Regions from separate parts of the Macaca mulatta genome. Here region 2 is linked to region 1. A link is a contact called in public Hi-C data. All regions are on one chromosome and are shown on one strand. Each heading gives the region's core, a stretch centred on a gene start, on an enhancer-like site or on the middle of the called end of the contact. The rest is flanking DNA. Distances are from core to core; before and after follow the strand shown. Region 1 holds the start of KLHL2 (kelch like family member 2). Region 2 holds the start of CPE (carboxypeptidase E).

Region 1 (4,805 bases), core at 340-2,839:
GCTTCTGTCAGCCCAGGAAGGCCAATTCAAGAGTCTTATCATCTACCCCCTAGATTTCCACGACCTGTTCCACTCAAGCTAAAAATTCTGAAACGCACTTTTAGAAACTGTCGTTTCAGAATCCTATTAGCTCTCCTTAAAGGGCTGAACATCAAAAAATTATTCAACCCAAGCCAAGTATCCTTATTTTGGCTGGAATTCTGCCAAATAACCACAAGAGGCTGGTGCGGTACAATTGGTATGGAGTGAAGCTTGCCAAATCTAACCGGAGAACGACAAGCCTCCATGAATAAGCTCTCATGAAAAGGTACACCATTCTTCAGGATGAGGTTTGTTTGCGATTTGAAAAGTCAGATTCAAAGGACTCTTGTTCCCTCCTAAGAGAAGAGGGAACCAAAATTGAAATTTTCGAAACTCCTGGGTATTTACAGTTCACTTTTACCAAGATGTTTTTAAAACTAAAAACTAGAATTTTTTTTTTAAAAAAAAACCTTTTTCTGAATAATGCAATAATGTCTTCTACATAATGTTTCAGCTATTATTTCTAGAAAGTAATTCTGTTGCCAGTGATCTTGAATGTACTTGGGTACCAAAGAAAAAAGACACCTGTGCCTGGCAGGTCGATACGCTACTAATTAGCCCGAGGTACGAAGGAAACAGAAGATGCTCTGATTTCTGGATAAAACGTTCTGCAGTGCCAGGTAAAAGAGGTCACATGCCCTGAACGACCGCCGCTCATTTAGAGTGATGCAAAAGCTCCTCGGATATTAATTTTGTTAGAAATTCGGGGAATCAAGCAACCTAGAATCAATTCATTTAGACAGCGGGCGACTGGTACTTTACAGTTTCCTTTTTTCAACGGACTCAGTGCATCCTAGCTTGATCTCTTATAAAGGGGTAGGCAAGCTGGGCACCAGGTGCCCAGGCATTTCAGGAAGGTACACACAGGATCGGCAGGGTCACCCATGCACAGCCCCACCCCGAATCTTCTATTCGCCCGAGATGGGGAAGACCCTTCCCCAGAAATCCTGGGCAGCGTTTTAAGTCACCGCCTGGCCAGGCTGAGTTTCCGTCCGCGTCCGCTCCGGACTGCGGGCACAGCGCCTCGTCACGCCCCGCATCTCCCACCTCCCGCCGGCCCCGGCGGCTCCAGGCGGCCGTCCCCAGAGCTGCGCCCGCGGCCAGCGACACGCGCCGCAGCGGCGCGCTTATCCGCAGCGGCGCAGCCCGCCCGCCCGCTCACTCACGCGGGAGGCAGCGGCGGCGTCTCCATTGTGGCTCCTCTCGGGCTTCAGAACGCAGGCACCGACCGCCGCCGCCAGCACCATTCCAGCCGCGGACGCCGGCACTGCCCGCCCGCCGAGCCGCGTTCCATCCGCCCCGGAGGGGGCGCCGCGCTCTCCTCACCGCGCGCCACCACCTGCGGCGGCGGCCCCCGCGGCCATGGCCGGCTCGGCCAGGCGCGCTCCGTCTACTGCGCGGCTCCCGCGCTCGCCCGAGTGCTGGGCGGCGGCGACGGGACCGGCGGGCGCGCGGGCTCAGCCACTTCCGGGTTTGGCCCCGGCCGGCGCCGACGCTGTGACGGGACTGCGATGCGGCCTCCCGCGGCTGCCGAGGACCCCTCCCTCGGCGCCTCCCCTTCCTCCTGCTGCTGCTACCGCTGCTGCTGCTGTTTCTGCTGCTTCTGGAGGCGGGCGGGCGCCAGCCGGGAGCGGGGCGGGCGTGCCCAGACCCTGGCCCGCAGGCCGGGACGCGGGCGGCGGCCGCCCACAGCGGGTCTGTGGATCTCCGGGACGGGGGCGCTGGAAAATGGGAGTGGAGGGGGTTCTCCGTGCAGAAAAAGGGCGGCCGAACGCGCGGCGTTCGGATAATGCCCGGTATCCACTTACTGCTCTGCTTCGCGGGCGTGTACACGTTATTCTTTTCATTTGAGCCTATACCCAGGGAGATGGGAAGGGTAGGCATAACCAACCAGTGCCCTTACAAATGGTGGAACTGAGTCAAGAAGAAATGATTTGCCTGTCCAGTGTCCCAAGCAAGAAGCTGTGCCTCCTCAGTGTGCTATCCATTCCTTGGACAAGTGAAGTGAGCATCTGCTAGGCAAGGTTTTAGTGCTGGGGACGTGACAGCAAAACACAGCAAGTCTCTGTGCTTGTGGAGCTGTCCATCTAGACGGGATGACAGAAACAAAGTGATGCTTACCATGAAGAACATAAATGAGGATGAGGAGAGGTAAAGAGATTTTATAAGGAGTGATCAGGGAAGGCCTCCCAAAAGGCATGAGTTAAACAGAGATGGAATAACAGGGACTTTGAGTAATGCAAAGAATGCCCAGGGCAGAGGGAAGAGCAGCGTGGAGACTGCTAAGCAAGATCCTGCCTGCTTTGTTGAGGAAGGGAAAGGAGAACAATGCAGCTGGTGGTTCTCCAAGTATGCCCGCTGGAAGCAGTAGCACCTGCGAACTTGTTAGAGATGCGAATTTTCCAGTTCCACTTTAGACCTACTGAACCAGAAACTCTGGGGGTGGGGCCCAGCAGCGTGCGCTTTAACAAGCTCTCCAGATGATGCTTGCTGGGGTCGCGAGGGTGGGAGACCCTCTAATGAAGCAGAGTGAGGTCAGGAGGACAGCGGAGGGAATGGGTGTGGCGTGGAGTAATCACAGATTACCCAGGCCTTGTAGGCCATGATGAAGGACTTGGCTTTTACTGAGATGAGAAGCAATTAGAAAGTGGTCAGTAGCTTGATCTGATCATTAAAAGGATGACTTTTCTGGGATTTGTTTGAAAATATCCCACAAAAAGACAGACAGAGGCCGGGCGCGGTGGCTCACGCCTGTAATCCCAGCACTTTGAGAGGCCGAGGCGGGCGGATCACCTGAGGTCGGGAGTTCGAGATCAGCCTGACCAACATGGAGAAACCCCGTCTCTACTAAAAATACAAAAAATTAGCCGGGCATGGTGGTGGACGCCTGTAATTCCAGCTACTCGGGAGGCTGAGGCAGGAGAATCACTTGAACCCAGGAGGCGGAGGTTGCAGTGAGCCAAGATGGCGCCACTGCACTCCAGCCTCGGCAACAGAGCGAGACTCCGTCTCAAAATTCATAAATAAACAGAAGTTCATAATACGAAGTTTGTGTGTGTGTGTGTGTGTGTTTGTTGTTGTTGTTGTTTTGTTTTGTTTTGTTTTGTTTTTTTTAAGATGACTGCTGTATGGGTAACATGCATAGTGAGGCAAGAGAGCAAGCAAGGAGATTAACCTGGCTGGGATGAAAAGTAGGGATGGCTTGGATTAGAGTCCCAGTGACTGAGAGAAGTGGTCAGGTTCTGAATCTGTTTAGAAGGTAAAGTACTCAGGATTGCTGGTAGATTCGCGTATAAAAAAGAAAGATGATCCTAAGGATTTTGTTCTGAGCTCTGGGGAGAATGGAGTTGCCCTTTACTGGGATTAGGGAGATTGAGAAAGAACAAGTATTGGAGGGCGGGGTGGACATTGTATTTGTAAACTCTGATTTAGATATGGTAAGCTTGAGATGTCTGTTAAACATCCATGTGAAGATAGGTGTAGACAATTAGATATATGTATCTGGGGTAGATACAAATTTGGAAGTTGTTAGTGTACAGATGATATTGAGATCAACTAGATTATGTAGCTAAAGAAAAGAAGTAGACCAAGAAGTAAGCCCTGGGGCACTCCAACATTAAAAAAGAAGAGGAGGAGTACTCAGCAAAGGAGATAGTAAAGGAACAACCGGGGAAATAGAAGGAGATCCAAGGCAGGTGTCTTGGCAGCCTAGTGAAGGGTTCCAGAAAAAAAAAACAACAACCACCTTAGTACACTTTAGCATGAAGACTTTTCTGTATGATGGTTCTGTTCAGAGCCATAATAAAACTTCCTACTTTACAACGTTGTTTTCAGAATTAAATGGAATAATTGATGTAAAGTACATAGGACATAAATGTATAATGGAAGCACTTAATAAATGTTGGTTGCTGTTATTATTTCTGTACATTTCTGTGGCCATCAGTTATACCTGACTCTGCTAGGAACTGGGTTAAGTCCTAGAGCCAAGAGATACTAACTTAGGTTTTACCAAACCTTTGGCCTGACTTCCTTCTGCATGCAAGCTCGGTGAGTAGGGCTGACTCATCAGCCATTTCAGGAACTCTTTTGAGGCGGGGGGTGGGAGGTGGACTTTTTCTATTGCTTTTGTATCTTCCCACCCAAAATAGTGTTATGTGTACAAATAAATACTAAAAAATTAAGATGTGTCCATCTGACAGCTAGGCACATCACTTCAAACCATAGCCCCTCTCACATCCTCCTCTGGGTTAGTTTTGTCTATCATCATTTTTTGCTTAAGGGGTTCAACTCATCTAGCATGCGAAATGTCAACCCAAACCTTTCCTTTTTCACAACCACCCCCATTTGTAGGCTTCACACGTAGACTGGGAAAGAGTACATTACCCACATACAATTCAGCCTTACTTGGAGTTAAATGTCACACCAAAACTGGTCCTCAGCCAGTTACAGCCTCCACCCTTAACCTGTCTCTCCGCTCACAAGAGAAAGTAAACAAAAATGCTTGACAGGCTGAGCCCAAATCCAACACTACAGTGGGGAAGAAACTTTTTAATACTTCTTCCTTTGACTCTCAGTTTCACCATCTTCTCAAGTGAAGGACACTAAGCATTAGGAGCAGCTGTCTAAGACCACCAAGCTCTTCTCTTTTTCATTTCCGCTGACATAAGGTCTGACTAAACATGTAACGGTGTTGAGCTCCCCTTGCTTAGGTTATTACCTCCACC
Region 2 (4,302 bases), core at 854-3,353, 180 kb before region 1:
CAAAGCTTGCAATCTAAAAGAAGGATTTGCAAACCTTGATGAACTATATATTCCAGATACTTAAGCAAAGGAATCATTGTTTTCATTTTCTAAAGCATATCACATTCTAAGAGTAATACCACTTTAAAATTTTATTTCCAAATTTGAAACACCAAAAAGTTAAACATTAGCTTTCATATAATCTCTCTGAAGTAACAATGCAGAAAACTCTGGGATCAATCTACAAAATAGAGTAACAAAGAGTTTTCATTAAGAAGGCAGCAGGAGAGTCACAAATACTTACATTAGCTTTAACTGTGCCTAGGATGTCTTGGCTTTGATTATTGGATTTAGCTGAAAATCAGTTATCACATTTAAAATTTTTCCCTATCTTCAGCTAACAGTATGAAACTAAGTTTCAAAATGTCCAATCCTACATGCTGAATCCTGCCAGATAGAGTAGTTAATATTAAATGTTTTCTAGGATCTGATCTTAGAATTTTGACAGCAAACTTACACAAACCTTTTTTTCTTATATTATTTGAAGGTAAGAAATATTTGCTGAAGATTTATTCTTGATCAACCTATCTACTATACATTTGAAGATCAAAATGTCTACTGATCGCCTATTTTAATCCTTTCTCAGTTTGGTTCTTATGCATCATTATAAAACTACTCTGGCCCTTCAATGAGAATTTTTAGCCTACTTTTCTTGCTTGCTTTGTCATTAAACAAAAATTAAGCATCCCATGCTGATATCATTAGCACAGATTACTTTAACCATACCTTGATTATCAGAAGACCAGGCCCGAATTATTTCCTAAGCAGAAACATAATGAAAAAAAGTCCCAAGAACATTTTTAAATACCTCTTTATTAATACTAAATGCATCACAATTAACATAAATCAAAACGTGCTTTAACATACTCCTAGGAAAGATGAATACAGATGGTTATTCAGGAACATCAGTTGGAATAAAGACCCCATCACAAACTATTCATCTCAAATGGTTATAGCATAGAAAATGGAATACTCCTTTTCCCTTGGAAAGGCCTTGTGCCGTTTCAAAATCTGAACGTCAGTCAGAAACCACTTTTCACCCTGGTAGGAGGAGGGGGTCCGACGTGTCTGCATACACCACCACCCCAGATTGGCAATATCCCTAAGATTCCCCGAGCATCCACAGCAGCGAGTGTACCTAATACTTATGCACTCACAGGTAGAGACGGGTACACAGAGCCAATAAACTGGTCCTCTGGAAATTAGAGAAAAAAATGAGAAATAACTCGTTCTCCTTGCCTCTAAATCACTGCCTTCTGCACCTTATCTTTCTACTCATGTCAGCACAGAAGACCAACCCTCCTTGCTGGGGACTCGCAATCATTCCTTTGGTTTTTTCACCCAGCAAAGTGAGAACGACCGCTAGGGTTGCGTGCGTCAGGATTTGTTTTTTCCGTATTGCTACCCCCCACCCCCCGCCACCCCAGCCTCCCAAAACCTATACTCACTAGAGGGTGGGCTAAGGTCTGGGAAGATGGGCTTGGGGCTGAGCGGATGGGACGGAAAAGCAGAAATTGGGTCCCTGGCACTGTTAAGTCGGGTTCTTCCCCATTTCCATCCCTCCCTCCACTTCCCACCTTCCACCTTAGATACCTTTTACCAAGAAGCCCCCCTGGGCCCATCCCTCCTTCCTTCCCCCACCACCAGCAGTCCCACCCTCTGCCGCCCGCCCTCCGGGATGCCCCCAAGGCTGTCAGGGGGCAGCACCCTTACCAGGCTCATGGACGCCAGGGTTGTCGGATAGCTCGATGACCAGGAGCTCCCGGCCCTCGAAGCTGCGCCCCACCGTGTAAATCCTGCTGATGGCGGTGCACTGCAGCCACACGGACACGAGCGCCTCGCGCAGCTCGGGGTAGCGGTGGTACTCGAAGGAGATGCCGTCCTCCTGCTGCAGCCGCCGGCGCCGCCTCATGCCGGCCGCGGGAGCCCCGGGCTCCTGGGCTTCGGCGCCCAGGAGCCACCCGCAGGCAGCCAGTGCCCCGCACAGAGCCAGCAGCGCGCGGCCCCCTCGCCCAGCCATCACTGCGCTCCGCCGCCGCCGGCCGTGCCTTCCTACGCTGGCGGCCTCTTTTGTCTGCCCGGACCTGGGCTTAGCCGGCCGGCGCTGCTGGGGGCGGCGGCAAGTTCCGCACCAGCCTCCACTCGCCTCACCTTCCCCGGTTGAATGAGTGTCAGCCCGCGCACTGGGGCCACCCAGAGGAGAGGGGCGAAGCCGCGGCTCCGCGGGCTGCACTACTGGCCGCGGAGCCCAGGGGAGCTGCAGGAGAAACCACTGCGAGGAGGGGGCCGGCGGAGAGCGAGACGGGCCGGCGTGGATTTGGGAGGGCTGCTGGCGTTATTTATTGGCTCGGAACCACGTCAACAGCCAAATGGCGTCCGGGACGACGCAGGTGAAATGACAGCTAAGGTCTGGGGTTCGGGAACGTTACTGTCATTGAGACACCCATGACCCACCCACGTCACTGCGTATGGAAAAAATATTCTTGTATTGTTACTGGAGCCTTTTAAAGGGACATCTATTCCAAGCCTTCCAGTTTCCATCTTGATGCACCAAGAATTAGAGAATATTCCAGAAAAAAAGGAAGTATTGGCAGCCACTTGCCATCTCCTGATGCGTCTTTCATAACTGTATCAAGAGTCCAAACACAAACCCAAGAGTTGGGTTTTCATTTCTTGGAAAGTCTTGCTGGAAATCAGAACATTAAGTGCTTTGATTCAGAGATTTAAGAGAATAGAAATGCTTTCTTCCAATTTGTAGATAACTGTCCTTAATTGCATTTATGCACGTTCCTAGATTCTTCCAGAAAACAAACAGACAAAACAGATAAGGCAATGTCATGTGGCTGTGCCTGCACCAGCCCTCCTCTGTAATACTATGGGGAAAATAAAATACAACTCTGCTGATGCTTTAGACAAAGGATTTAGTTTGGCATTAAGATTAAATCCTGTTAAGAAAACTCTGATGATGACACCTCCATTCCTTTTGCAAAGCTATTGTAAAAATAAAACATCATTTACAGCTTTAAATACCCACCCCTTAGTCGGGATTTATATTCCTGGAGCAATGTCTGGAGCAGATGTTACTCTAAAGAGGCTGCTGTTTGGAATCAGGGACAGCACAAATCTAAATAAATAATCCATTGGGTTTTGCAACCAAGCAGGAAAAGTGGACACCATGCGGATAATTTTTCATGTTAGGCTTTTTTTTGTTTTTCTAAACTTGTTCATTCTTCACCTGTTTAACAGTGCGTTGCACATAATAAAAAAATTTACCAGGAAAAAGAGTTAGATATTTAAGTCATTTTATTGGATAAGTAAAAGCACAGACATGGTTGGTGAGGTGCTGCTGGAGGGGCTGGCTTCAAACACGCCTATGTACATTGACTACAACAGCATGGATCTTCTTTTTTTTTCTTTTTTCTTTTCTCTTTTTTTTTTTTTTTTTTTTTGGCGTTTTTGGGGAGAAGCTGTCACTGTAAACACATGGCACTCAAGTTCAATTGATGTGGATCCAGCCAATTTTTTTTTGTCAATGTAGACAGAGCTAAAAATTGTATATCTTCCACTATGACCAGCCTGTGTTTGATTACATGGTCCAGAAGTTTGAAATCAAACTTATAATTATATTTCTAAAATCATGCCCAAAACAGCAACCTTGGAAGCCTAGAAAAAAAAAATTGAGTAGCTAAAACCAAATAACTTCAGAAGTAGGAGGTTAAGATTTTCATGTTAGCAATTTAGAGTAACCACACTAATTTGTGGCTAGGTGGGGCGTACTGACTAGTAACTATACACATAAACAACATGTTTTTCATTGAAGTCCTGTGTTGTTCCTTTGCTGTCTCTTTGAACAAAGGATATGCTTTCTATTTTCTACAAAATAAAAAATTTTGGAATGAAAACTTGGTCTGAATTTCTGGGCTATTTTAGGTGTAGGTCAGCTGTACCAACTTTACTGGCATATGTATTACTTGTTTGTGGCTTCATAGGCAATTATACAAGAGATTATATATCCTCCCTGATTGCTGGATAAAAAAATTTTATTTTGGAGGAAAAAAAGTTTTAATGTGTAAAATCATGCCTACTATGTGGTCTCACTTGTTGGGGGTGGGGGTCTTTTACAGCTTAGTTGTTTGTTTCCCTAATATATAAAATAAAAGGTTTGGATTATTCACTCTCTAACGTTTGCTTGCAACGAATCATGTAGAGAGCTTATAGAATGTGCAAATTATTAAGCCCCCACCAATTCATCAGGTCTGGGGT

The links. Hi-C and Micro-C count contacts between places; a contact is called where the count stands out from the background.
Region 2: a Hi-C map of fetal cortex germinal zone shows a contact between it and region 1, with 1.9 times the contacts expected there. The contact joins the promoter of CPE here to the promoter of KLHL2 in region 1. A contact is called at or near these places in 2 of 14 Hi-C or Micro-C datasets (fetal cortex germinal zone and fetal cortical plate).

Annotation. Positions count from the first base shown.
Region 1 is chr5:173,761,225-173,766,029 of T2T-MMU8v2.0, reverse strand. It overlaps KLHL2 (kelch like family member 2), which reads right to left and starts at 1,589. Exons shown (of 14, transcript XM_015139450.3): 1 at 1,248-1,589.
Region 2 is chr5:173,942,023-173,946,324 of T2T-MMU8v2.0, reverse strand. It overlaps CPE (carboxypeptidase E), which reads right to left and starts at 2,103. Exons shown (of 9, transcript NM_001258081.1): 1 at 1,753-2,103. The coding sequence starts at 2,059.